Linked DNA regions of Mus musculus: region 2 is linked to region 1. The links are chromatin contacts, called in public promoter capture Hi-C maps. All regions are on one chromosome and are shown on one strand. The core of a region is the stretch at or near the end of the contact, and the rest is flanking DNA. Distances in the headings are between cores, read along the strand shown. Region 1 holds the start of Zfp54 (zinc finger protein 54). Region 2 holds the start of Hcfc1r1 (host cell factor C1 regulator 1 (XPO1-dependent)).

Region 1 (6,888 bases), core at 2,757-5,256:
CCAGTCTGTTAATCTATATCTTTTTATTGGGGAATTGAGTCCATTGATATTCAGACATATTAAGGAAAAGTAATTGTTGCTTCCTGTCATTTTTATTGTTAGGGGTATGATTCTGTTCTTGTGGCTGTCTTCTTTTAGGTTTGTTAAAGGATTACTTTATTGCTTTTTCTAGGGCATAGTTTCTGTCCTTGTATTGATGTTTTCCCATTATTATCCTTTGAAGGATTGGATTCATGGAAAGATATTGTGTGAATTTGGTTTTGTCATGGAATACTTTGGTTTCTCCATCTATGGTAATTGAGAGTTTTGCTGGCTATAGTAGCCTGGGCTGGCATTTGTGTTCTCTTAGTGTCTGTATAACATCTGTCCAGGATCTTCTGGCTTTCATAGTCTCTGGTGAGAAGTCTGGAGTAATTCTAATAGGCCTGCCGTTATATGTTACTTGACCTTTTCCCCTTACTGCTTTTAATATTTTCTCTTTATTTAGTGCATTTGTTGTTCTGATTATTATGTGTCAGGAGGAATTTCTTTTCTGGTCCAGTCTATTTGGAGTTCTGTAGGCTTCTTGTATGTTCATGGGCATCTCTTTCTTTAGGTATGTGAAGTTTTCTTCTATGATTTTGTTGAAGATATTTGCTGGTCCTTTAAGTTGAAACCCTTCATATCCATCTACTCCTATTAACCATAGGTTTGGTCTTCTCATTGTGTCCTGGATTTCCTGGATGTTTTGAGTTAGGATTTCTTTTGCATTTTTCATTTTCTTTCATTGTTGTGTTCATGTTCTCTATGGAATCTTCTGCACCTGATATTTTCTCTTCCATCTCTTGTATTCTGTTGCTGATGCTCGCATCTATGGTTCCTGATTTCTTTCCTAGGGTTTCTATCTCCAGAGTTGTCTCCCTTTGGGTTTTCTTTATTGTTTCTACTTCCATTTTTAGATCCTGGATAGTTTTGTTCAATTCTATCACCTGTTTCGTAGTGTCTTCCTGTAACTCATCTACTCCTATTATCCATAGGTTTGGTCTTCTCACTGTGTCCTGGATTCCCTGGATGTTTTGAGTTAGGATCTTTTTGCATTTTGCATTTTCTTTGATTGTTGTTGTGTCCATGTTCTCTGTGGAATCTTCTGCACCTGATATTCTCTCTATCATCTCTTGTATTCTGTTGCTGATTCTCAAATCTATGGTTCCTGATTTCTTTCCCAGGGTTTCTATCTCCGGAGTTGGCTCCCTTTGGGTTTTCTTTATTGTTTCTACTTCCATTTTTAAATCCTGGATGGTTTTTTTTTTTTTCAATTCCATCACCTGTTTGTTAGTGTTTTCCTGTAACTCTCTAAGGGATTTTTGTGTTTTCTCTTTAAAGGCTTCTGTTTACCTGTGTTTTCCTGTATTTCCCTCTTAAAGTCCTCCATCATCATCATGAGAAGTGAATTTAGATCCATGTCTTGTTTTTCTGGTGTGATGGTGTATCCAGGACTTGCTAAGGTGGGAGAGTTTGGTTCTGATGATGCCAAGTAACCTTGGTTTCTTTTGCTTCTGTTCTTATGCTTGCCTCCTGCCATCTGATTATCTCAAGTGCTTGCTGCCCTTAATATATCTGATTGGAGCCTGTCGTTCCTATAACCCCAGTTGATTCAGGACGGCTCAGAGTCCAGCTTTCTCTGTGATATTTTTATTGTGGGCTCCTGTGAACCTGAGATTCTGGCTGTGTCAGAGTTTTTTTGCCAGTCAAGCTTCCGCTGAGACCCTGAAATACTGGTGGTGTGACCCAGCTCCTGTTATCCTGGGATCCTGTTGTCCTAAGATCCTAGGTGTGTTATAGTGCCTGGAAGTGGTATCTCCTTTGAGGACCATAAAGCTGTCTGGTCAGTGATCCTAAGATAGCGTGGAGAGTCCTCTGGGGACTGAGGGCATGTCCGCCAACTCGGTGCTGGTGCCAGCCAGAACGGACTTGTGCCCCTGGTCAAACTAGTTTTATGTTTCCCTTCTGCTGTCTCAGGTCTTGTGCGATTGGATTGGCACAGATGTTTTGTTCCACTCACCAGTGATCCTAAGATTGAGAGGAGAGTCCTCTGGGGACTTTGGCGGTGTCCATGGACTCCGAGCCCTAGATGACGAGGTGCTGGCCTAGTTGCAAAAATTTATTCTCTTTTTCTCCATCCCAGGGCCATGTTTGACCTCTGTGATGGCTATTTCTGGTTGTCAACTTGATTACATCTGGAATGAGCTACAATTCAGAAATGGAATGCACACCTGTGATCCAGATCTTGAAGCTGGAAGACAGGTTTCTGACCTGGATCTTCAAAATGGAGATCTTGAGGCATAGTGGCCATGAAAATCTTAGGTCCAGGCAAGGTAGTATCCACCTTTAATTCCAGGACACTGAAGCAGGCAGAGTTCTAGGCCTGGAACAAAGCAAGTCCCAGATCCAGGCGTGGTAGTACACACCTTTAATCTGGGCCACACCTTCTACTAGAGGGCTACATAAGGACACTGGAAGAAGGAAGATTCACTCTTCTTCAACCACTCACCAGCATATCTGTTGAAACCTACTTCCATAGAAGACCAGCTTAAACAACTAGCTTCATGGGACTGAGCAACTATTAGAATCTTGGACTTCCCATTCACAGCTTCCCATTGTTGGGTTAGTTGGACTACAGACTGTAAGTCATTACAATAAATCCCCTTAATGTATATAGAGATATTCCATAAGTTATGTGACTCTAGAGAATCCTAACTAAGACACAAGTTGGTACCAGGATTGGTTCTAGAGGAGCAGAAGTATAAGAATGAATGTCTTAAGAATCTGGAATCCGTTTAATAATTTGTCAGCATCTTCTAATTCACTAGGCACCTTCAACTCCTGAAATTTCTCCAGATACTTTCTCCCCTGGGAGCTTGGAGAATATAGGAGGCCAGTGGTGGAAACTATATGCAAATGCCTTTGATTATCTTGATTCATCAACTGTGACTGGTGTGAATTAGGTGACCCTGTACACGAAGTTTTCTACAATTTGGAGGGAAATAAGAAAACTGATTTGCCTGGCTTGTTGCTCTTAGTATCTCTGGACAAAAACTGGCGAGAGGGGCAACAGCACATTTGAAGAGTTTTGTTCTTGCCCTTTTCCTTGTGCCAGACCTTAGGGTTGGAGATACTGCTACTCAATTGAATGAATTAAATGTAATGGATTTAATTTTGCCCCAAGGTAACAAAGGCCAGGTGGCAGCATCGAATCACCAGAGACAAGGTGATCATAGTTATTATAGTGGGCAATGTAGACAAAACATTCATAATGACCTACCCCATAATGATCACAACTCTGCATTGTGATTACTGTAGTTTTTTACAGTGGTCTCTGTAGTAGAGAAAAGTTTCTTGATAAGGGGTGAAGACTAAGCTTATTCGTGGGCAGGAGAGAAAATGTTTAGTTTATTCTTTGGGATTATGCTGGGTTAGTACAGTCTGTTTTATCTCAAAGCACTTTTATCTTGAGTCACAGAAGACAAACTCCTCTCTGAATTAGGAAAATGGCAAGACCACCATCTAGTGGTGAAAGCCATGCAGCTCAAGATAAATTCACTGACTTCTTGAGACACCTATTTCTTTTCAAAATCCAAGTTCTTTAAATGTCTCTCCGCAAGTCAAATTTTCAGGATTTGGTTTTGACTTGTCATTTTTGTGTGTTGGGATTGTTTGGGATAAGTTTGTCGCTCACGGGCTGGTAGTCAAGTCGAGGTGTAAGGCTATCTTTTATCTGAAGGGTTCAGAACTCAGTATGGTGGTCAGATATCCGGGTGCAGCGTCCTGTCAGATCCAGTTCTAGTCTACGCTGACAGCAAACTTGTGGGGAGTCTGTGGAGAGCGGGTTCAGAGAAGCTTGACAGCTGGAACTGTGTGGACCGCAGCCTGAGACTGATAGGGAGGGACCTGTCTCCGGGGGGGTGGGGCCACTCACCGGAAACAGCCGTTGGGGACAGTATATGGGTGTGGAGGAAGTGTGTTGTGTGGAGGAAGTGTGTTGAATGGAGCTGGGATTAGAGGAGTGGCGTGATAGCTGGGACTGTTCTTTAGTGAACCTAGGTAAGTTGACTGAGGAGCCAAACCCAAAAGTGGCAAGGACGTCTTCCTCGAGGAACTCGCTGGCATGCACCGTGGAGAATCTTGTGATGCAGACCTGGAGTCAGAGGATACAAGAAGGGTTTCAAGGGGACGCAAAAAACTACCCTGAGCCTCAGGTGCCGCGCGGGGCATCCTGGGAGAGTCAGCAGGCAGCAGCCCAACCGGTGGAACCACAGCCCAGTGGGGGAGGGCTGTAACCTACCAGGTTAGAGGAGCTAAGGGGCTGGGAAAGGGAAGGAATCAGACAGGGGTGAGATATTTCCTCGGCTACTCATAAAAATGACAGCTCTCAAAATTCTGCTCTTCATGTCTTGCCCTTGCCCATAGATTTTAGACCATACTAAGTTGATGAATACTGATTTTTTTTCCATTTATTCTCTTGGCAAATTTTTCTTATAGAAGTACTCTAGTGGAGTATTTGAAACTATCTGTTAATATTGGCAAACGTGTTTGGTTTGGTTGTTGTTTTTGTTTTGTTCTTGTTATTTTGCTATGATAGAAAGGACAACGCTCCTGAAATTTACATTAGTCCACACTAATTTCTTTGTATACCTGGGAACTTGGCACCTACGGAGAGGTTTTAACTATCAGTAATGAAAGGAACATGTAAGGAATTTTTAAGAGCAAGGGCATCTTTGCAGTCAGGAGCAAAAGCAATACAACAAAGTCACACCACACAACAAACATCGTGCAAGAGATATATTGCAGATAAACAGAATGGCAGCTACTCTGAAAGGGAAGAGAGTTGGAAGGCTAGGCAGAGGGATGGGTGTTTATAGTGTCTTTGGAGCATGTGAAATGACGTACTGGAAAAGAACAGTGGGTCCTGAAGTATTGCTTGGTCATTAAAGCTGGAACAATGTAATCTGTTAACACTGAGTAATGAAGGGATTTCCAGGTTTTAAGGCCCTGGAGGCACTGAAATGACTAGCCTCCCCTCCTACCCCAGCATCATCCCCAGGTTTCTCTTAGGGCCATAACTGCCATTTCCAGCCCCTTGGGTCAGAAAGTGGCCAAGCTGCTGTCCTAAAGAGAAAGAGAGAGAGAGAGAAAAAAAAAGTCCATGATCAAGCTACAAAGGCTTCCATCATTTTCAGTTCATGATAAGTTCAGAACTTTATTAGTGTATATTATTCTCATTCCAATCATCCAGTTTCATTTCTACCCATAAGTTTTCAAGAAGCTGTGATTGGAAGTGAGGTTCACGCTAGACTAACTGAAAATGTTTTCTAAATATTTTTCAATATTCTGACACTGAATGGCATTTGGGGGATCATTGTACAGTCTTCAGTTTTGTTCCTCTTTATTGACTGAGCACAGTACTGTGCTAGGAATCCAAGTACAGGCTCACTGATCATCCAGATCAGCTCACCTGTGGAACAGAACACAGACCTGGAAGGTGGACAGGGAGGAGACAGTAGCTAAGGATCCAGGTATGTTGGGGGATTGGTCAAGGGAAGGCAAGGGGTTCAGGTAAATGTGGAAGTGGGCCATGAGATCAGTTTTGCCACATTCTGTTTCACTAGAAATAATTCTAGAGACTTCCACTGAGAAAAATCTCCTCAGGATTATCCTAATATAGAGATGAGAAGACTTTCTACAGAAGAATTGATACTAGGAGGCAATAAACTTTTACTTGATTGTACATGTGAGTGATGCTGTCCTTATTCCATACACATCACTGATCAGATCTTCAGAAATGGTTTTCGTTTCAGCAATTTTAATGTATTATAAAATGATGAAAATTAATCTCTAGATGTAGTGTTTAATGATTTTTGGAGCAAGAACAACAGGCACAGCTAACTGTTGAGCTATCTCTCCACCCCATTTTAAATGTTATTTATGTGAGTATAAATAATAGAAAATGGTATAAAACCATTCTAATCACTTTGATGTAGATGATGCAAAATCTTCAATTTACATAGGCATTTATGATTTTTAATAATTTTCTTTTAGTTATTGTTGTATGATTGTGTGAGTTCCTAAACATAAAAATACAGTCTACTCAGTCTGTATGTTTTCAGGGATGTATTGGAGAGCCACATGGTGGACTATCTCTGGGGAAGACTGTTTCTCCAATTCTCAGAATTCTTTAGTGTTTGACTAGAATCGAGGTCTAGTGATTTTTCTCCCTGCCTTATCAGCATGTCTCTTGGTGTTGCCCTTGTTCAGCTTATGTTTAGACAGTCATGTTTGTAAGATTTCAAGAATGTAGCTTTTCTGACATTTCTTTTTTTTAAAAGATTTATTTATTTATTTATTATATGTAAGTACACTGTAGCTGTCCTCAGACACTCCAGAAGAGGGAGTCAGATCTCGTTACAGATGGTTGTGAGCCACCATGTGGTTGCTGGGATTTGAACTCCTGACTTTTGGGAGAGCAGTCGGGTACTCTTACCCACTGAGCCATCTCACCAGCCCCTTTTCTGACATTTCTAAGAGACACAGTCTTAGCACAAATATCCTGTTCCTCTTGCTGTTAAAATGCACTCTTCTGCTGCCATCCCTTCTCAGTGATCCCTAAACCTTAGATACTGGACTTGTGTTGTTTATGTGTAAGCTGTGGCTGAGCATCACAACTCTGCATTTTGACTGGTTGTGATTTTCTGTATAATCTCCATGTGTTCCAAAAAGACCTTTCCTTGATGAAAGATGAGAGACCATTTACATATGAAAATTATGATGAATATATAGAGTACTGCTATTTGGGATTATGCTGGCTTAGTAAATTATTGGTTGTAGCTTCTCCTCCAAGGTCCATGACTTGGT
Region 2 (7,303 bases), core at 3,221-5,720, 2.3 Mb after region 1:
GGTCAGGTCTAGGTGGGGGCACTGGATAGTGGGACAGGATCAAGACAGGGGGTCTCACCAGATCCTGGTAGAAGGTGACGTGCTTCTGTGGTGCTCGAATAGGAAAGACGGTAGTGGGTGTGGAAGACCTGAGGTGCCAGAGGGTGAGGGCTGGGCCCCCTCCACAGACCTGAACAGAGAGGTGGCAGGCTCCGGTCACTGTGAGCCATGGACCTTCAGTGGCCACTCTCACCCGACACTCTGCCCAGCTTACCATCCAGTCTGAGTCAGTGGCCAAGCAGCCAATCCAGCGCCCATTATGGGGCCTCGAGCACTCCTGCAAAGGAGGAAAGACGTGAGGGCATCTGAGGGCGGATGAGGAAGAGGGCACGGGCGCACTCTCTCCTCACCTCATGCTTGTAGACTTCGATGGTCTGGACCTCTTTGGCTATACGGAGATCTGTGGGAAAATAAAACCACCAAGGCTCCTGGTGAGCCACAAGCCTGAGACACCCCCACCCCCACTTTCTCATTTTTTGTCTTTTTTTTTTTTTAGTTTTTCTAGACAAGGTCTCTACATAGCTCAGGCTGTCCTAGAAGTCAGTATGTACACCAGCCTGCCTCAGAATCACAGAGATCCACCTGCCTCTGCCTCCCAAGTGCTGGGATGAAAGGCTTGAGCCACTAGGCCTGGCTTACTTTCGTCCCCTGTAATTGGAATTTTCCTTACCCCAAAGCCGTACAGCTCCATCCTCACCGCCAGACAATACCTCAGGGCTGCGCTCCCTCAGTGCCAGGCAATGGATGTAGTCTGTGTGGCCCCGGAGGGCCCGCTGCAGGGAAGAGCGGTGGACGGCTCAGGAGATGCAGGAAACACAGGGCAGGCCCAGACTTGCCCTGGCCCCAGACCTCCACTCACTGTGAAGGCCCCAGTTTCCAGATCCATACTGTGCAGCTGACAATCTCCCCCAGCCAGGATGAGCGAATTCTCCTGTGGAGGGAGACAAGAGGGAGCTGAAAGTCCTCGTCCATCAGGGTAGGGAACAAGTTCTTGAATGGTCATAAAGAGCTCAGACCTTGGGGACAAGCAGCAAGGCATTGATTTCGGGTACTTCCAGACTGGTCCTAGGTGGAGGAAGAGAAGGGTCAAAATCACAGAGAGTGTCCGTGACCTCACCTGCCTCCCCCACCGTGGTCCTGGCTCACCTGTATGGAGGCTGGCGACGCCACAGTTCCTTACAGCCCTTCATGGAGAAACACAGGAGGAAACCCTGATCCCCACACCTCTGAGGTGGGGAAGGTCAGCCCTGCCCTAGGCTCCAGACTTCTTACCTTCTTGAGAATTTCTGCCCAAAGCCAACCCTTGACCTCTCCATCGCCAGCACTGAGTAGGTGTCGATCTGTGGAGACCATGCTGTAGACAGGCCCGTCATGGGCTAGAGAGACACAGAAAACTCTCATTAGCCCCTGTGAGCCCTTCTCTCTCCTGAGGTCACCTGAACCACTCTCAACAGCTATACCCACCGTGGAAGACCACCACCGGTTTTTTGCTTTCTTCTTTGGCCTCTGAACTTAAGGCAGCAGACAAACTGAAAGAGAGGTAGGGAGCCAAGTCAAAGCCAAGGAGGCTCAAGTGCCAGGGCTCCTGTGTGGTAGGAATCAGGGTTGAGGGTACCTGAAGATGGCAATCTGCCCGTAATTGTTGCCAGCTGCCAGAAACTTCCCGCAGGGGGAGACACTCTGGGAAAAGATGGTCATGTGCAGTCGCTGCAGGGCCTGAAATACCTCAGCCTGTGGAAAAGGGTGATCAAGAGAGTCTAAGAAGTCTGGGGCCACCTCCTACAGACTTCTGCTTACCCACCCCACCCCCACCCCCACCCCCGCCCAGGCTTCTCAGCCCATCTCAGCCAGGATGAGAGGCATCAGCCCATACAAAGTGACTCCAGGAAGAGAGTGGAAAAAAGAACCGAGGAGCCACAGCTTGCCGGCGGTGGTGGCGCAAGCCTTTAATCCCAGCACTTGGGAGGCAGAGGCAGGAGGATTTCTGAGTTCGAGGCCAGCCTGGTCTACAAAGTGAGTTCCAGGACAGCCAGGGCTATACAGAGAAACCCTGTCTCAAAAAAAAAAAAAAAAACCAAAAACAAAACCTAAGACTTTGAGCAAGACCAAGCCTCCTCCCATTGGCTGAACAGACAGATGGCACTCACAAGAAATTCTGTCATGATTAGGTAAACTAACAAATCTTGAGAGCACTGAAGCCAGAGGGAGTTGTATAGAATGTAACCCCAGCACATGAGAGTTGGAGGCAGGGAAACTCACTGGTAACTCAAGGTTATGCCCAGCTAGACAGTGAATTCAAAGGCAGCCTGGGCTACATGAGACAGTCTCAAGTACACACTAAGGATGGAATTGAATTGGTAGAGTGCTTGCTTAGCACAGCACACTGCATAAAGCAAGCACACACATGTAGCCTGTGATCCCAGCACTCTGAAGGTACAAGCAGAAGGACACATTCCACTACGTGACAAACCTCAGGCCAGCCTGAAATATCTCAGACCCTATCTCAAAAATCTAAGTGACTCAAAATAATCTTTAAAAAATGGGGGTGCGGGGGAGGAGGTCTGGAAGATGGCTCAGCAGGGAAGTGTGCGCCACTCTTGCAGAGGATCCCCAAAGCACCCACATGGCAGATCACAACCACCTGCACCTCAGTTCCAGGAGGGCCCAGCCCCCTCCCTCTACTGCACCTCTCTCTCCTTTCTCCCCCTCTCCCCTCCCCTTTTCTCTCTGTCTCTCTCTTTCTACCCCCACCCCTCAGAAAAAGGTTCTCACCAGGAACCCTCTCTGGCCCAGAACTCACTATGTAGATTAGGCTGGTCCCAGAGAGATCTTCTTGCTTCTGTCTTGTGCATGAGTGTACATGCATGTGTGTGTGTGTGCATGTACATGCGTGCGTGTGTGCGAGTGTATGTGCAGTGTCGAGTGTTGGACCTCCTGGAACTGGATTACAAGCAGCTGTAAGCCCACTCCTATATGGGTACTAGGAGCTGAACTTGGTTTCTTTGGAAGAGTAGCAAGTGCTGGGCCATTTCTCCACTCCCCTGTGATACCCTTTCTGGCCTCTAAGGGTACCATAGCACACATACAACATGTAAGCAAAACACTTACATACATAAAACAATGAGAAAACTTTACAAGGAAATAAGTAAGCCAAGTGTGGTGGCATGCCTTTAATCTGTTCCGACAATTGAGAGGAGGCAGTTAGGTAAATCTCTGAGTTCCTGGCCAGTTTGATGTACATATATGGGCAATGGTGACACATGCCTTTAATCCCAGCACTTGGGAGGCAGAAGCAGGCAGATCTCTGTAAATTTGAGGCCAAACTGGTCTACAGAGCAAGTTCCAGGACAGCCAAGGCCACACAGAGAAACCCTGTCTCAAAATGTGTGTGTGTGTGTGTGTGTGTGTGTGTGTGTGTGTGTGTACGAGCAAGCACAGTGGTTCTTGGGGCTGAGGGTAACTGCTCATGGTAGACCATGCTCTTTTCTTCCTTTTTAAGATTTACTTTACTGATTTTAATTATTTGTATTTTGTATAAGTGTGTGAGGGAAGTATATACAAGTACGTCCACAGGGGCCAGAGGATTGGCTCCCCTGTAGCTGGAATTAACAGGCAATTACAAGCTTTGGAACTTGAGTGCTGGCACCCAGCTCAGATCCTCCACTCTCTCTCCATACCCAAAAACCTATTCTTACTCAAAGCTCAGCGTTTGAGCACCAGCATTGTAGATATTGGGCTTTGCAGCACACCCAATAGCCTGGAGCACTCAGTGGAGGTGAAGGCAGGAAGAACAGAAGTTCAAGGACATTCTCCAGTATATAACAAAGTTCAAGACTTACGAGACTGTCTCACACCAGTAAGCAGTGGGCTGAGCTGTAACTAAATAATAGAGCACATTCTTATGAAGACCAAGACCCTGGGTTTAAAGGGGGAGGGGCACCTCATTTACAATTACGATGAACTTTTTTTTTTTTTTTTTGAGTCAGGGTCTAACTATATAGCATTGGATGACATGGAATTCACTAAGTAGCAGGCTGGTTTCTAACTCACAAGAGATATGTCTCCCTCTGCCTTCCCAGTGCTAGGATCGTAAATGTGCCACCACCTCCAACGGCGCAAATTTTTTTAAGTGGCTCTATTATCCCGCACAGGAAAATGTACCAACATCTAATCCTTCAGTCACTATTAGATCTCAAGGTTCCGGATCACTTTTCGTGGGCTCAGGGTACAAGTCCCACAAATCACCTATGAACACTGGGTATCCTGGAACACTCCAGGGGTAGATGTCAGAGCAAGACTACAAACCCCAGAAGGCACTGTGCATACACTCGACTCACCTGACCCAGAGGCACCGCGAGCGGTGCGGCATGCTCCATCTTGAGAACTACAAGTCCCAGAGGGCTCTACGTGTGACACAATCTCTCGACGCACGACACAACCTCTCGATTCCGGACGTGCCTGATGGTGGCTCTTCTCGTTACGCCCCAAGACCTAGCACTGCCTGTCGCCCAGCAACTAAGGCGGCAGGTCCGTGCTGTCTCGAACCACAGAAACCTAGGAGAACTACACGAAGCACCCTTATGCTAAAAAGCGCCCAGAACTATCCAGCCACGCCGGATCCCCTCCCCCACCGCGCCGACCTGTCCCGCCTTCTAACCTCTAACCTGATTCCTGTCTTCCGCGCCTGCGTAAAACGTCTCCAGTGCGCACGCCGGTAGGCCCGCCCCTCGCGCTGTACCACGCCCTCAAAGGCTCCGCCTCTGCTGCTTGAATCCCACCCCTCTATCTGCAGGACCCTGAGCCGTAATGATCCTGCAACAGCCCCTGGAGCGAGGTCCCCCAAGTCGGGACCCACGGGCCACCACTGGGGTAACTCGCGGCCTAAACGCCAGGTGTGTAATTGGTCCCTGAGTGGGCTGGACGAGCGGAGGGCAGGAGTTTTGGCTGGGGGATCCAGGGCTGGTCAGTAGGGGGATCCTGGAAAGTGGGGAGGCGATTCAGGAAACCGTGGTGCTTGAGCTTGTGTTGAAGCAGGGAAGCCAAGGTCAAGATTTCCAAGGTAACCTGTGTATAGCCTGGGAGAGGAAGGTGGCTTAGGCCACACAAGACAAGGCTGATTCTGGGAACCTGGTTTACCCTGTAGACTCAGGTGGACAGATCTTTGGGAAGGGGCAAAGAGAGTGGACTACACCTGGCGCTACTTCCCAGCTCCCTTCTCAGAGGAGCTGTGCCAGTGACCATGGAGAGCCCTGGAGAAGGAACTTCTAAGTGTAGGGGCGGATGGGGCTTCCAAGATTCACCTTTGGTCCTCATCAGTTTGCCTCCACTCTCAACATCCCTGCCTCTATTCTTCTCCAGTCTTTCCCCCAGGGAACCTTTGCACAAGCAGTTCCTGTCTGAGGAGAACATGGCCACCCATTTCTCCCGACTCAGCCTACATAATGACCACCCCTACTGCAGCCCCCCTGTGACTTTTCCCGAAGCCCTGCCACCACTCAGGTAGGCACCTCCCCTTGAGGGCCTTCTAGAGGATCACATTCGGTCCTCAGAGCCCCTCCTCACTCTCTGCCTCATCGTGCTATTTTTAGCTTCTAGCCAACTTGTGCTGTTTTCCATCTTTGGCTCCAGGCGACCTGGACCTGGTAGGAGGTGGCACTGCCAAGCCAGCCTTCTGCCCTGTTCTTTCAATCTTTTTTTCTTCTTTTAGGAGCCCTTGCCCAGAGCTGCTTCTCTGGCGCTATCCCGGGAGCCTGATTCCTGAAGCCCTCAGGCTGCTGAGGCTGGGGGATACCCCCAGTCCCTACTACCCTGCGTCCCCAGCTGGGGATATCGTGGAGCTCTGAGTATTGATGGCCTGTGTCCCTCCCTATCTTCTTTCTGACAACAAAGACCAGCAACTCCCAGAAAGGGATGAAGTCCTTCTGCAAACCTGGCCACCAGGACCTTCCCTCTGACAAGAGGACACTAGCTCGGTGGAACCCTCAGTGAAAGGCAGCCTGGGAAAGGGAAAATGTTACCCCATTAGTGAATAAAGACCTGTGAGCAGTTGAAGATTTCTCAGCAGCCTTTGGGGAGGGTGGGGTACTGGATGCTGGGGTTTCCTCCTCAAAATCTTCCCTGGAAAATCGGTGAGGGCAAGCCAGGTCCTGGCAGGCTGAGCTCCAGGCATTGAGAATGTGTGAGTCACAGCCTCACCCCCGCCCCCGCAGTGGCCGACTGGCTCCCTCCCTCCAGTTCTGGGGAGTCAAGTTAGGGATCAGGCCATATCTTAAAGTTAAAGATTCTTTTATTAATAAGTCTCCCTCCCCTCCAAACATTATCCCCACAATAAATATCACCCCCCTTGGGAGATGGTTGTTTCCGTGTGTACTGGGGCCAGCCCTCCCAGAGGGCCAGCCCCCTTAGTGTTAAGAACAGGTCTGTCAATCTGACCCACTCCTAGGGCTAAAACTCAGGGAGTGGCATTATAGCCCCTCCGAGTGGGTGGGACCCAGTGTTGTGTCTGCCCCTCAAGTCAGCCAGACTGCCAGGACTTGTGGGGAACAAGAGATTCCCTTGTGCAAATGCTGCAGTTCCTTAGTATGGGTCGCTTTGTGACCCAGATTGAGGCTCTCTGTCTGCCCCAGACCCAGAGATAGGGCAATTGGACACCTTGGAAGGCTCCCTGAACTCTAAGCCCAGTCCTTGGAGGTGAATCACCACCTCGCCCCACCCCCTTGTGGTTGAAAGAGTCTGGCTCGGCTTCTGTCTGGAAGGCCAGGCTGACTCCAGAATGAATGAATGGACGACGAGTGGGCCCCAGCGCGGGTGCTCCTCACTGGATCAGTGCCACACCTGGGCAGCCCTCTCCACCAGTCTCCTCTATGGGGGCTGGAAAATAAAAAGTGGGGTTGTTGTGGTTAGGGGACAATTAGGGAAGTGATGAGGGAGGTGGGAGGAGCGAGGGTGGAGAGCTCACTTACTAGTAAACTTTTCTCTCCGGCGGCATCTTCTCCAGACCAGGAAACTAGAAACCAGCGCCAAAACCAGGACCAGACTAAGAGCGCCCCCCAGAATGGGCCACAGTAGCCTGAAGTGGGCAGGAGGTGCTGCGGCGCCTAGTGATCAGGGTTCAAATCAGATCTTGCCCTTGGGACAGCAGTCTAGTCTGTCCTCAAGGAGGTCTCAAGCTTACCCCCCCACACACACACACACACAATACACACCCTGATAGAAGCCCCTTCCTCAGTCAGTCTTCCCTGATTTCCTATATCCTACGTCTACA

The links. Promoter capture Hi-C pulls out the DNA fragments that hold promoters and counts their contacts.
Region 2: a promoter capture Hi-C map of pre-B cells shows a contact between it and region 1, with 4 times the contacts expected there. The contact joins the promoter of Hcfc1r1 here to the promoter of Zfp54 in region 1.

Annotation. Positions count from the first base shown.
Region 1 is chr17:21,419,238-21,426,125 of GRCm38.p6, forward strand. Zfp54 (zinc finger protein 54) reads left to right here and starts at 4,007. Exons shown (of 5, transcript NM_001379357.1): 1 at 4,007-4,080.
Region 2 is chr17:23,669,138-23,676,440 of GRCm38.p6, forward strand. Hcfc1r1 (host cell factor C1 regulator 1 (XPO1-dependent)) reads left to right here and starts at 4,471. Exons shown (of 3, transcript NM_181821.2): 1 at 4,471-4,931; 2 at 5,398-5,538; 3 at 5,747-6,387. The coding sequence starts at 4,846. The coding sequence ends at 5,882. Thoc6 (THO complex 6) reads right to left here and starts at 4,740. Exons shown (of 13, transcript NM_001008425.2): 1 at 4,377-4,740; 2 at 1,655-1,770; 3 at 1,504-1,568; 4 at 1,312-1,415; 5 at 1,186-1,223; 6 at 1,056-1,104; 7 at 899-970; 8 at 710-812; 9 at 390-439; 10 at 254-316; 11 at 59-169. The coding sequence starts at 4,415. Tnfrsf12a (tumor necrosis factor receptor superfamily, member 12a) reads right to left here. Exons shown (of 4, transcript NM_013749.2): 3 at 7,002-7,136; 4 at 6,308-6,909. The coding sequence ends at 6,854.